Linked DNA regions of Mus musculus: region 2 is linked to region 1. Evidence: chromatin contacts called from public promoter capture Hi-C data. All regions are on one chromosome and are shown on one strand. Each heading gives the region's core, a stretch centred on a gene start, on an enhancer-like site or on the middle of the called end of the contact. The rest is flanking DNA. Distances are from core to core; before and after follow the strand shown.

Evidence for each region. Promoter capture Hi-C pulls out the DNA fragments that hold promoters and counts their contacts.
Region 2: a contact with region 1 is called in a promoter capture Hi-C map of neutrophils, with 11 times the contacts expected there. The contact joins the promoter of Fyco1 here to the promoter of Dcaf1 in region 1. A contact is called at or near these places in 1 of 39 promoter capture datasets (neutrophils) and 1 of 484 Hi-C or Micro-C datasets (uterus).

What each region holds. Positions count from the first base shown.
Region 1 is chr9:106,818,329-106,824,928 of GRCm38.p6, reverse strand. It overlaps Dcaf1 (DDB1 and CUL4 associated factor 1), which reads right to left and starts at 3,005. Exons shown (of 24, transcript NM_001373930.1): 1 at 2,838-3,005.
Region 2 is chr9:123,848,496-123,855,095 of GRCm38.p6, reverse strand. Fyco1 (FYVE and coiled-coil domain containing 1) reads left to right here and starts at 3,197. Exons shown (of 18, transcript NM_001110253.2): 1 at 3,197-3,315. Xcr1 (chemokine (C motif) receptor 1) reads left to right here. Exons shown (of 2, transcript NM_011798.4): 2 at 1-2,781. It overlaps Gm51700 (a long non-coding RNA gene), which reads right to left. Exons shown (of 2, transcript XR_003948283.1): 1 at 4,095-6,600; 2 at 3,133-3,865.

The sequences.
Region 1 (6,600 bases), core at 1,756-4,255:
ACAGTCATCTATAAGATGGAACACAGGGCCCCCCAATGGAGAAGCTAGAGAAAGCACCCAAGGAGCAGAAGGAGTCTGCAACCCTATAGGTGGAACAACAATATGAACTAACCAGTACACCCCCCCCCCAGAGCTCGTATTTCTAGCTGCATACGTAGCAGAAGATGGCCTAGTCGGCCATCACTGGGAAGAGAGGCCGCTTGGTATTGCAAACTTTATATGCCCCAGTACAGGGGAATGCCAGGGCCAAGAAGCGGGAGTGGGTGGGTAGGGGAGCAGGGCGGAGGGAGGGTATAGGGAACTTTTGGGATAGCATTTGAAATGTATATAAAGAAAATATCTAATAAATAAATAAATAAATACCATGAGTGTGACCCATCCATCAAAAGGCTTTAATACAAAATTTATAAGGTATCATTTTGTTTGGAGTAATATAGTGGGTATGCATCATTTAATTCATACTTTCTTTGGAGGGCAGGAGTCTAACTATGTACCCCTAGCTAGCCTCTATAGAACAGGCTAGCCTTGAACACATAAAAGATCTGCTTGTCTCTGCCTCCAGAATGCTTAAATAAACCACTACAATGTTTTTTTTATAAGAATCATGCAAAAAGTTATGACACACACCTAATGATGATACAATCAATGGTCACCAAGTTGGGATATCTAGCCCAGGACATTGAGCTAAGTAATTAACTAACTTACATGCTTAATTTTCACAGCCACCCTGTGAGGTGACTTTTATGGATAAGGAAATGAGTTAGAGAGATTTTCAAGACCACACAAATGACACATCCCAGAAAAGAATTAACAATTTAAAAGAACTCAAATCCCAACTCTGCTGAAATGTCTGTGAATTCTTACTTAACTTCTCTAAGTATCAAATTGTTTGGGGGAAAAAAAACTCAACTTCTCTATTAAATAGAAACAGTTGTGGGAGCTAGTGAAAATTCTATATTACAGAATATGAATTCGTAAATGTTTAAAATATCAATTTATACACATGAAATTTCCTCACTCATAAGAATGTGTACAAAGTATTTAGAGGTGATGTACCTACCAGCTCAAATTCCATAAAATTAACACAAGAAGATACAGCAAGCAGTTAACAGTTGAAACTGAAAGATTATCACTTATTTTTAGTTTCCTACTTAAAAGTTTGAGGGGCTATGCTAGGCAGTGGTGGCCCATCCCTTTAATCCCAGCACTTGGGAGGCAGAGGCAGGTGGATTTCTGAGAAAAAAAAAAATAACAAATACACAACACTGTTAACAGTAAATACTATGCTCAAAAAAGTTCCTCAAATTACCTTAACAACCCAAAAAAATCCCAGTTCGAAATGGTTAATGAGTAACTGCTATATACAAACACAAATCTTAAGGTGGGGCAGTGCTGGTTTACACTTTTTTTTTTTTTGGTTTTTCAAGACAAGGTTTCTCTGTGTAGCCCTGGCTGTCCTGGAACTCACTCTGTAGACCAGGCTGGCTTTGAACTCAGAAATCCGCCTGCCTCTGCCTCCCAAGTGCTGGGATTAAAGGCATGCACCACCACCATCCGGCTGGTTTACACTTTTAATCCCAGTGCTCGGGGAAGCAGAAGCAGGCAGATCTGAGTTCGAGGCCAGGCTAGTCTAAACTGAGTTTCAAGGCAACCAAGGCTACACAGAGAAACCCTGTCTCAAAAAACAAAAACACAAATCTTGAGATCAGACTGAAATGTACATATGCTTATAAAAGCCTTGAAGGTAAATGCCAGTAAATCCAAGGAGAAAAAAAGCCTTCAAAAGCTTGCAATAGGAAGATAGTGCTACAATAAGTTAAAACGTGCATGCTACTTAAAAGTCTTTGCCTGAAAGTTAAAAAAAAAAAAAAAAAAAAAACAGCAAACCCGGCAGTGGTAACAGACGCCTTTAATTACAATACTAGAGGCAGAGATAAAAGGATATCTTAGTTCGAAGCCAGCCTAGACTACAATGAGCTCCGGGAAAAAAAAAAAAAAAAGAGCAACGTAAGATAAACAAAAAACGAGTCATTTGTTCCTCAAAAACTACTACTAGACACACCGCAAGAGTATTTCCTCATCAAATGTTAAAACCACAGCAGTAAGAGGAAACGGACCGACACTTTCTAGGAACAGAAGACAAAGTATGGCAAATGCCCTTGAAAGCCCAACAAACAACTAAAAGCCCTCGGAATAAGCGCTGGGGAAACCTGGCAGGCAACCTTAGGTCAGACTCTGGGCGTCTGGACACCCACATACCTCTCTCCCCGTCCCCTCGCTACTGCATTGTACAAGTGGGAGGGGTTCCCGCCGAGCTCCGCCCCCTCCCCGGTCGGAGAGCCGGGAGGGTGCAAGTGGGAGGTGGCACGGAGCCGACCGAGGGAAAAGCCCGCCCAGGTGACTGAGGCTGGAGGCGGGGACACCGTTCCTGAAGGGGTCCGCCGGGCGGCATGGGAAAGAAGATGCCCCTCGTCCCGTGAGGGACAGAGACTTGGAGTGGAAGAGAGAGATTCAAAGAGCACCTCCTTTAGGTAGAGGCGAGCATCCCCTGCCCTCCACACCCCGGCGGAAGAGTTACTCTAAAGAGGCTTCTTTACAGGACGGGAGGAAGGAGCCGGAGGCCCCGCCCCCGGGCCCGGGCCCGGGCTCGGAAGGAGAGCCTCGTCAGGCCCCGGGCCCAGCCGCCTCGGTGGGCTCGCCCAGCCCCTCGCCGCCCGCAGCCGAAGCAGGTGCCGCCCCTCCCCCCAGCGCGGCGCCCACTCTCCCGCCCAGCGGGCCGCGCGCTCGCTCTCCTCGTGCCCCTGCCAGAGAGCCGGCCCCTTCCTAACCCCGCTCACCTTCGCGAGCGGCTCCGCCGCTTCTCCCCCCGACCCCTCCAGCGGCCACGGTTCTCACACACTGCCTCTGGTCCCGCACTCACTCTCCCTCACTCACTCACACACACACATATACACACACACAGCGCGACCACGGCTCCTGAGCGGCCCACATATTATGCGTCACTCGCAGGCTACGTACTGGTCGCGCGCGCACTCAGCGCGCGCGGGTGTGTAACGTTGGCGCGAGGCTCCGGAGCGGGGAAGGGGGAGGAGCCGAGGGACATCAAAGCGCTCCTGGGAAATGAAGTTTCCGCGTTTAAGGGCGGGGGAGGGATGATGGCGCTAGACCTACCATTAAGCACCACCTCAGCGCATTGACTTCTGGGATTCGTAGTTTTCTTTAAGGCGGAAGTGAAAAGTAAAGGAAGGAATAGATCTTTCTAAAAGCCCGGGCTGCCCGAATTTACTTAATTCTACCCTGTGTCATCTAAGGGCTCAGTAGGACACTGCCACATCAGGCTCGGAAGGATGCCAGGGTCAAAGAATGCATTTCACACAAATGTATTCAGAAACAACTGTACTCGTTAGAAATTCGTCGGTTTTCCTTTGTCTTTCTGTTAAAAACATATTCGACAGGAATCAAAAAACATCAGTTACCATGTATTATATGTGAGGCAGAAAAATGAAAGCCCTTTGGTGAAAACAACTAATCACGGAGGCCATCTAATTCAATTTATCAATTTTAGAGTTAAGGAAAATGAAACCCACAGTAAATGACTTGCCTAACTTCACAAACCAAAGGGAAGCTGCATCGGAAGGATCTGGTTTTGACCCAGCGATTCTGTGTGATAACATGGAAGATTACGATAACTCCACAATTGAGCAGAATCTTGACAAAACCTACCCAGACGTCAGGATTCATGCAACTCACTATTGTTCTTGGCATTCTGAGCGAGTTCTGTGCGTTTCCATAGAGCGATTACAGCCAATACGTTCTTGTGGAAATTATAAGACACTGTGGACCTCTTGTCATGATCAGATTCTACGGCTGTTACTAAGCCTGTATCAGAAGAGTGGTAGTGGCAGTGGCGCATGCCTTTAATCCCAGCACTTGGGAAACAGAGGCAGGCGGATCTCTGAGTTCAAGACCAGCCTGGTCTACAGAGTGAGTTCCAGGACAGCCAGGGCTACAGAGATTTCCCTCTGGAAAAAAAAAAAAAAAAAGCAGGAAGAGGAAGGGGAAGAAGAAGAGACAAAGAAAGAAAAGAAAGAAAAGCAAGCAAGCAAGCAAGCAAGCAAGCAAGCAAGCAAGCAAGCAAGCAAGCAAGCAAGCAAGAAAGAAAGAAAGAAAGAAAGAAAGAAAGAAAGAAAGAAAGAAAGAAAGAAAGAGAAAAGCAGCAGCCAGTATCTTAGGGCTTAAATCCACTACCACCCTACCCCCACCCACCTGAGCACTTCGTTCCTTCCTCACTCAATTATGTGCTTGGAGTAACAGCTGCTTGAAATACAAATTCTAGAGGGTGAATAGCAGTGCTACAGGCATATAACTTGTAATCACGCTCTTGCTACAACACAGCTTTCTCCTGTGCATCTGAAATCTTGTCTCTTGAGCTATAATGACCATTATTTATTTAGACTCTATAGCAGACTTGAATCAAATGGTTTTTTTTTTAAGATTTATTTATTTTATGTGAGTAGCCTGTCACTCTCTTCAGACACACCAGGAGAGAGCATCAGATCCCATTACAGATGGTTGTGAGCCACTATGTGGTTGCTGGGAATTGAACTCAGGACCTCTGGAAGAGCAGTCAGTGCTCTTACCTGCTCAGCCACCTCTCCATCCCTAAATCAAATGTTTTAATTACACTCATTATTCTCAACACCAGGGCAGATAAGGCTAGCCAACTTTATGGAGGAGAAATCAAAAGTAGTAATGTTGAATGAAGAGTTTCGCTGGGCATGGTGTCACATGCCTTTAATCCCAGCACATGTGAGGCAGAGGCAGGTGGATCTCTGAGTTAGAGGCCAGCCTGGTGTACACATTGAGTTCCAGGATAGCCAGAGCTACATTTAGATAGATAATGCCTCAAAACAGACAGACAGACAAAAAAAGATACAGATTTGGGGGCTGGAGAGAGCCTAACATGAAAGAGCATTGGCTGCTCTTCAGAGGACCAGGATTTGATTCCCAGTACCCAAATGGTTTCACAACCACCTGGAAATTCAGTTCCAGGGGATCAGACGCCCTCTTCTGGCCTCTGGGCATCATACATGCATGGAGTGCACCTACATAAATGCAAGTACAACACTTGTATACATAAATAAATCTTTAATTTTTTTTTCAAGACAGAGCCTCGATATCCAGCTCCAGCTGTCCCGTACTCCCCTGTGTAGACCAGCTCTGGCACTGAAATCACAGACATTCCCCTGCCTCTGCATTCCAAGTGCTGCAAATAAAGGCGTGTACCACTGTGACCAGCTACATTTTTATCTTAAAAAAGAGAGTTCACAACACCTAAAATACTATTTCAGGCAGCTTTCCTGCCATATCTTCTTGGGCTATAAGCCCAAAATGTAGAGGGATGGCTCCTCCAGGTATCCTCAATCCCTTGGATACCTTACCTCTTCCTGTGGTCTAGATGCAAGAGCCCTTGTGAGGACCCAAAGCCCAGTTCATCAAAGCAGGAGTTGCTACCTCATTCTGTCACCAGATGGCACTACCCCACTTTAGGAACCCAGTGTGGGGGTACTGGATTGGAGGTCTTAAGGGGCATCAAATGGGATTGTAGTAGAAAAGCAGAAATACAGGGCCTGTCTAGAAGCAACTCCCTCAAGAATATCTACCATGCCAGGCAACAGTGACGCACACCTTTAAACCCAGCACTCAGGAGGCAGAGTCAGGAAAATCTCTAGAGTTTGAGGCCAACCTGGTCTATAGAGAGAATTCCAGGACACCCAGGGCCACTCAAAAAAAACCCTATGTTGAAAAAAAAAAAAAATCAGCCAGGCAGTGGTGGCGCACGCCTTTAATCCCAGCACTTGGGAGGCAGAGGCAGGCGGATTTCTGAGTTCGAGGCCAGCCTGATCTACAGAGTGAGTTCCAGGACAGCCAGGGCTGCACAGAGAAACCGTGTCTCAAAAAAACCAAAAAGAAAGAGAGAGAGAGAGAAAGAAAAGAAAAGAGAAGAGAAGAGAAGAGAAGAGAAGAGAAGAGAAGAGAAGAGAAGAGAAGAAAAGAAAGAGCTGGACATGGCAGTGCAAGCCGCCAGTCCCAGCACATGAGTGGAGAGGTGAGGATCAAAAATTCAAGATCATCCTTGGCTAACACACCAACTTTGAGGCAAACGTGAGACACATGAGACCTTGTCTCCAAAAATAATCTCCACCCTAGAACTTTTGCAGCCCTCTCTCCCTCACTCTGAACACTGTGTAAAACCACAGCCACATGCGGCCAAGCACTCCAGACTCCCATTCTGGAAAGAAAGAGCAGCACCCAGGCGTCCCTAGCTACATATTCCAGATTCAATCATTGGCTATTTCACAGGAGGGGTATTACCCACATGGCTAGATAGAAAAGTGTGTGTGTGTGTGTGTGTGTATGTATTAGGCACCCGTGTTTAGAGCCAACTTTCACGCCTAAGCACACAGAAACACAAAACCACAGATAACCCAGGCCTGCGCACCTAGCTTGATTCTGGCACATTGGATCTGAATCTTTAAAAGGAGCATTTTGTCCTGGATTGTTTGTTTTGGCTTCTTTGGTAGAATATCTGAGGGCTTT
Region 2 (6,600 bases), core at 1,948-4,447, about 17 Mb before region 1:
CAGGACAGCCAGGGCTACACAGAGAAACCCTGTCTTGAAAAACAAAACAAAACAAAACAAAACAAAACAAAAAAACAACAACAACAAAGATGGTTCCATATTCTGGCAACAGCTGCTAACACATAAGCTGGCTTTTAAATATTTAGCTCATAACTGAAAGAAAAAATACAATATGTGCTACTGTCTGCACTAAGTAATTATTTGGACAATACAAAGATGAATAGGATATTGCTGCTAACTTTCAGTTGACACCAATCCATCCAAGAAGGTCCAGATAAGAAAAGTCCACTTAACAGAGGCATTCAGGTTGAATATTCCTGTCATTTCATCTCTTCCAGATTGAGAGAAAGATGACTTCCTTACATGTGGATAATAATGCCAGCATTCCCCTCTTAACCATTCTCCAGAGCTAAATTCTCCTCATGCACCACATTCCCTTTCGCAGAGCCAGGTCCCGTGGATTCTGCCTTCCCAACATCTCTCCAGCTTATGAGCACATACCCTTGACTTCATCTTTATAGTGCCCTCTGTTCCATAGTATCTTCCTTTTGCTTCTATTTTTCCTCTGTTACATCTTCCTCCTTCAGGAAGCTGCCTGCCTGAGATTTATCTTTTATTTTACAGCTCCTCTGCCTAGAGTCTGTCTTTGACGCTTTAATAAAATTGTCCTCAAGCTCCCTTCTGAGTTACTTCTTAAATTCTTTTATTAATAAAACTAGTAACACAAAAGAGGGCCCAGATTTCCCTGGTAATATAAGGTTACTCCATCAGAATGCTCCAGAATTTCAGGTAACATTATTACCTTTGGGGCAGTTTAGACTGTTATATCTGCATCCAGGGCCAAAGACAGAACTCAGATCCTGTTCTTTCAACCAAAAATAAATACATAAAAACATATAACAGTAGACTTTAAAGAATTAATGAAAAAATTAAAAGACATAAAATAGTTATGGATTACCCAGAAGAAGTAACTTTCAAGTGGATAGAGGGATGGCTCAGCAGTTAAGAGCACTGGCTACTCCTCCAGAGGGCCTAAATTCAGTTCCCAAAGCCCACATGGTATCTCCCAACCATTTTAACTGCAGTTCCAAGGGAATCCATTGCCCTCTTCTGGCCTCCTTTCCTTTGTACACGAAGATGAACATTTCATATATCTTACAATGTGTCGGTTAGAGATCCCTCGGGCACCTTACACTTCATCCTAGTTTATATCTCTGCCCATTAGCCAGGTGGGCTTGAAATTCCTTTTCTTCTAAAAGCCTCAATTTCATCTTTGAAGTTCAGAAATGAACCCTACCTATAGCACAGAGCTGTGTTGAGTTTTAAACATAACATTATATAGGCTTTTGGTTAGGGTATGACATATTAGGTTTTTAATATATACAATAATCTACTGCACAATATTTTGGTCAATGTTGGACCACATATCACTGTGCTCCCTTAAGACTAAATCATCTAGTGATGTCATAGTCATCTTAATTTATCTAACTATACTCCAGATGAATTGTCTATGAAATTCTCAAAATACATCATTGCCCTTAAATAACCCATGATTGCTTGAGACCTGTCTTCCTCTTCTCTGTAAATTTATTTGGGATCTAAGTTTCAAACAAGGGTGTTTGAAATCCCTTTTGTGGGAACAGGACTGAGGATGGGCATTTAGAGGCGACAGAGTCACGTGACAACTCCTGGTAAATAAAGCTCCAGAGATCAGTATCAGTGTGCAGATCTGCATTTATTGCCAAGCACATAAGCTTATATACAGTATTTGAGCCAATCCCAAGCCCCTAAATCCTTGGCCAAGCATAACTTACTACATCTCACCATATCCCAATAAAAGCTGTGACTGATGAGGTAACTCAGAGAGAAGGGGTGTGGCGAGCATTGTCACCTGTAGGGACTTTTGTGAAGACTCAGAAGCAGCCACTGTCTTGACCTTAGTTCCTTTTTGCTGTCTCACTGGTGTCCCGGGAGCCATCTTAGATCTGACACCATGTACAGCAGATCAGGACTCTGTGGCACAGTGCTCTCCACCCCACATATTCCTTCACAAGGTTGTCTTCCACATGCCTCACACTCTCAATCTTAACATCCCAAAGCTGTTCAGGCTGTAGTCAGAGCAAGTTTTTCTTAGTTCACTCTATTGATAAATCTTTATTTCTGATGTCATTTCCTCCCACTTCTTCCCTTTTTTTTGTTTTCCTTTGTTAACAGAAAGGGGAATCATTTCTCTTCGTGAGGTTTTTTTTATCCTCATCCACAAACTGACAACTCCATCAAGTTAATATGTTGTCTCATATACCTCCAGTATAAAATATGAAATTAACTTAAAAGATTTCTTTTCCTTCCTGTATGAATTTATCCTGAGAACCTGGAATGCTGAAGTCTGGCAGATGCCACTATTAGCTAAGTCCTGTAAGGTACACAAGCATTTCTAGCTAACATGATGAAAATAAGGCAGTGTGAGGAGCCAGCCAGAGCTAAGAAGCGAACCTAATCATGGGCTGACATTCCTATGTACTGTCCCCTGTCTTTAGCATGTTCATCCATACTGGACTTGGAATGCAGTGTTCTATTGCACCAGGCTTCAGGGTGCTTTGCAACTCAGCAACAAGCAAACACGGGACTGAGGAAGCTAAGCATGGTAGTTCTTTAGCACATATTTTCAAACACTGTTTTTTAAGTGTCTGTTAATGAGGGGGAAACAAAAACTGAGAACTTAGGTCCAGCAGTACATACTAAGTTCATTTTTTTTTAGCTTCATAAATAAAACGTAATAGTACAAAAATACTAATGAGATTATTCTCAGATTGTTTGGGGGGTTTCGGAATCGGGCACATTATTTTATATTTACAGCTCATGCACAGTTCAAAGCCAATCGGTCACAATGCATGAGCTTAACAACAGTAAACAGCACTCGTTCAGGATTCTACACACGACTTCCGGGTATCCGAAGCTTGTTCGAGTTTCAGGAAGTGACGTCTGCCGTGAGACATGCCGGGAGTCGTAGTTAGCGTCCACCGTCCAGTTGCACCCGATGGGAGTTGTAGGCCATCCGTGAAGCATGCCGGGAGTTGTAGGCCATCCGTGAAGCATGCCGGGAGTTGTAGGCCATCCGTGAAGCATGCCGGGAGTTGTAGGCCATCCGTGAAGCATGCCGGGAGTTGTAGGCCATCCGTGAGGCATGCCGGGAGTTGTAGTCCGCGCGCGCTCTGGGGCTACTGGGCGCTTCATGGCAGTCGGCTCTGTGCTCGCCTACTCTTCCGCTCGGCCCTAGAAAGTTTCGTTTCTGCCCAGCGGAGGACCCACGAGCGTGTAAGTGCCGCAGGCGCCCGGACAGGCATCGGGGACACTGGGGCCTTTCTGGACGTCGGCGCGGAAGCTTCGTGGGGGCGTGGGTCGTCCCCTCCCACACAGGGCGCCTCGGGAGAACCCTCTCTCCAGAGAGGTTAGCTCCAATACGCAGGCTGTCTGCGGGGTCGTAGAAAGACCCTCAACACTGTTCCAAGATCGGAGCCGGCAGAAGGGGGCCGCCCTGTGAGGCGGAGCTTCGGCAGCTCTCCCCGAACCCCTGGCACAGCAGCCAAACCCCGAAGTTCTCGCGGGCACTGGGACTTGATCCCCAGAAAGCCAAACCCTCCTCTCTGCAGGACTCCTGACGCCCCTTCGGTCCAGGAGACACAGTTTGTTCCTTTTGTATCTTCGCTGACCTGACCCGCTGCCCTTATGCTCAGATAGTTCAAGGGGGCTCTGCGGTCAAGTTTCTGGAAACACCTGTAGGACGACTGAATGTATCTGGTGTGGTAGCTTGTCCTGTTGGCACCCAGGCTTGGGCTGCGGATGGGGGGCAGGGCGGAGCGACATCCTATTTGCATAAAAGAAGAGAACATGTAGTTGACACTTAAGCCAAGTCAAGTAGCTTCCTATTAATGCTATGATTCTCTGTGTCACTCTGCAAAGTTCCCACGGCTGGGCTGTCTCCTGCAGAAAAAACAGCACTTGTTTCTTTCTGTCCCTATGATTGTTTGACTTAACACAGGTGGTTTCCTTTCCAGACAGAAATGGGGCAGAGGCTCAGGACTTAATCTACTTACAGCCTCTCTCAGCAATGGTGGTCTGAAGCAGGTTAATTCCTCTGCCATCTGCTTGCTGCTGTTGCTGGGTTGGGGGAAGGGAGCTGTGGGTTTCTACTTTTAGTTTTGCAACCTCCTGGCTGCCCCGACACTCTCGGTCTATGACAACCAGTTCTGCTGTGTTGAAATGCAGAATACTGATTATGGGCCAGGATTGTTATCCTGGAAATCAGCCCAGGGCTGACTGTCAGCCTCCTTTACCTAAAAGGATCTGAAAAAAACAAAAACAAAAACAAAAAAAACTATAGCTTTAGGAGACAGAATTTATCTGTTTGTTTAATGTTCATATTTGTGTATCACTTCTTGAAAATTGTTTATTTTATTAAGAAAATAGATAACGTATACAGAGTCCTGCAGTACCGTGTGTGTGTGTGTGTGTGTGTGTGTGTGTGTGTGTTCTTAATATTTTACTTTATTTTTGTAATTGGTTTAGAACTTGGAAATGGTCTCAGGTTCCTTTGCCCCTTAGCCAGCATGGCTAAGTGCCAAGTGTTTAGCCCAGTCCTTTGAAGTGAGATAAAAGACACCACTTGTAATAGCAAAATCATCAATAACAAACATCTGGTGGTCTTGTTTTATGTTAGTCCTTGAGGCTGGAGGCCTGCTGCCTCCAGAACACAGAGTACTCAAGAAGTGTCAGTCCTTAGTCCTAGCTTCCCTTTGCAGGGAATGGTTAGCTGACAGGTCACCTCTGATTTCTGGAGATTCCAAAAACAAGATAAAACTCAAGACTGGTGTAGCAGTGTGAGCTAGAGGAAGTGTGTTGACTACCTATGATCTCATGCCAGGAACCACTGGGAACCCAAGAGTTAGAGGCCACATTCACTACAAGCATCTCCCAGGCAGCAGAAAGGGTTATAACTAAGGTTTTTAACCTTAGAGGTACCTGTAAGCAGAGGCCAGTTGTTTGTGACCATGTTGACATCTGAGTGACTTTGTGTTCCTGCTTCTCTCTAACAGCATTTGAACCTTAATTTGAAGTTATTGTGGGGTAGAAACTGGGGTGTTTCTGTGAGCTTAGACATGGAAAAACACTGCTTTCTAGTTACTTTTTGATGTATCACTAAAATTAACTGAAGTGTCTGTACCATCCTAGGAGCATAGCTCTGACCATGCACAGTTGGGCAAGAGGAATATTATCATCCACTTTCTGACATTGGAGCCATTTAACTAGCCTAGTTATAGTGGCCACCAACGGTCCTTGTTGTTCATAAGACTCTGGCATTTGAACAGCAATAAAGGCCCATTTTCCTTTGGTCCAGGTTTCAGTGTCAAGAAGAGGATATTTGCACATTATGGTTTAGTAGAAAGGTGTAGGAGAATCTGTGGTTTTTGAAGACTATGCTGTGGCCTGGTAATTGGTTACAGTACTTATGGAGTAGGCTAGTGTTTGGTTTTAGTATCTGTGGGCTGACCTAGCCAACCAGTAGCCTGAGGTACTGCACCTTTGGCCTGAGGTAGGACATCATATTTGTGATTTCTTAGCATCCAAAAAACTTGGACCAAAAGAACCATCCAAGCAAACTTTTCATATACTTAGAGCTAGGCCAAGAATGAGTTCCTAGAGAGATTCAGTGTAAGTCTGGACAGTTGAACCAGAGAGGGTCAAGTGAAATGAAGCTATAATGAATTTGCTGAAGCTATGATTTTCCCTCCCTCCTTTTTCCAATCACAATTCTTAAACTTTGTGTGAAGGAAGATAAAGGTTCACCTCCCCCACACTGCACCTGAAAAACAAGATGGAAAGTGGTCAGTAACTTAACATGAGCTAAATGTACATCTAGTCATACCATGATCCTCATCACATTATTTCTTGAATAATAATGTACATATAAAGCAGTCTTAAAGCCTGAACAGGGTACAAATTGACAAAAGTCACCTAATAAGGAAGAGTGTCTTGTCCATTCCTCCTAGCTCAAGCTTCAGTCACCCTGGATCTTGGCCTTATTCTATTTCTATCATGCTTCTTCCTAGGGGCACCAGAACCCAGACTCCAGATACCACCCCACCCAGTTTGCCTGGTTGATATTGTCAGATCCACACATCTGGGAATGGAAACTGACTGGGGAAATGTGTTGCCTGTTAGACCACCACAAGAAAATGCCACAAATTAAGCTTAAGCAACAGAAACATATTTTCCATAATTCTAAGATTTTCCATAACTCCTAGATAAAGGTTTGGCTGGTCCTGAGGCCTCTGTTCACTTGCATCTGTATGCTTTCTCACTATATTCACTTATCCATACTGTTTTGTGTCTTTATAGTTCCCCTTACAGAAACAGATCAGATTAGATGAGGACCTATCATCAAAATTTCATTTAATCTCAGATATCTTTCTACTAAAGACCCTGTCTTTAAATACAATCATGTTTTGAGATATGGCGGTTAAGGCTTCAACCTAAGACCAGGAGGTAGACATAACACTGCCCCTAACAAAAAGGTTTGGTTACTGAAAGCTAGTGGCAGGT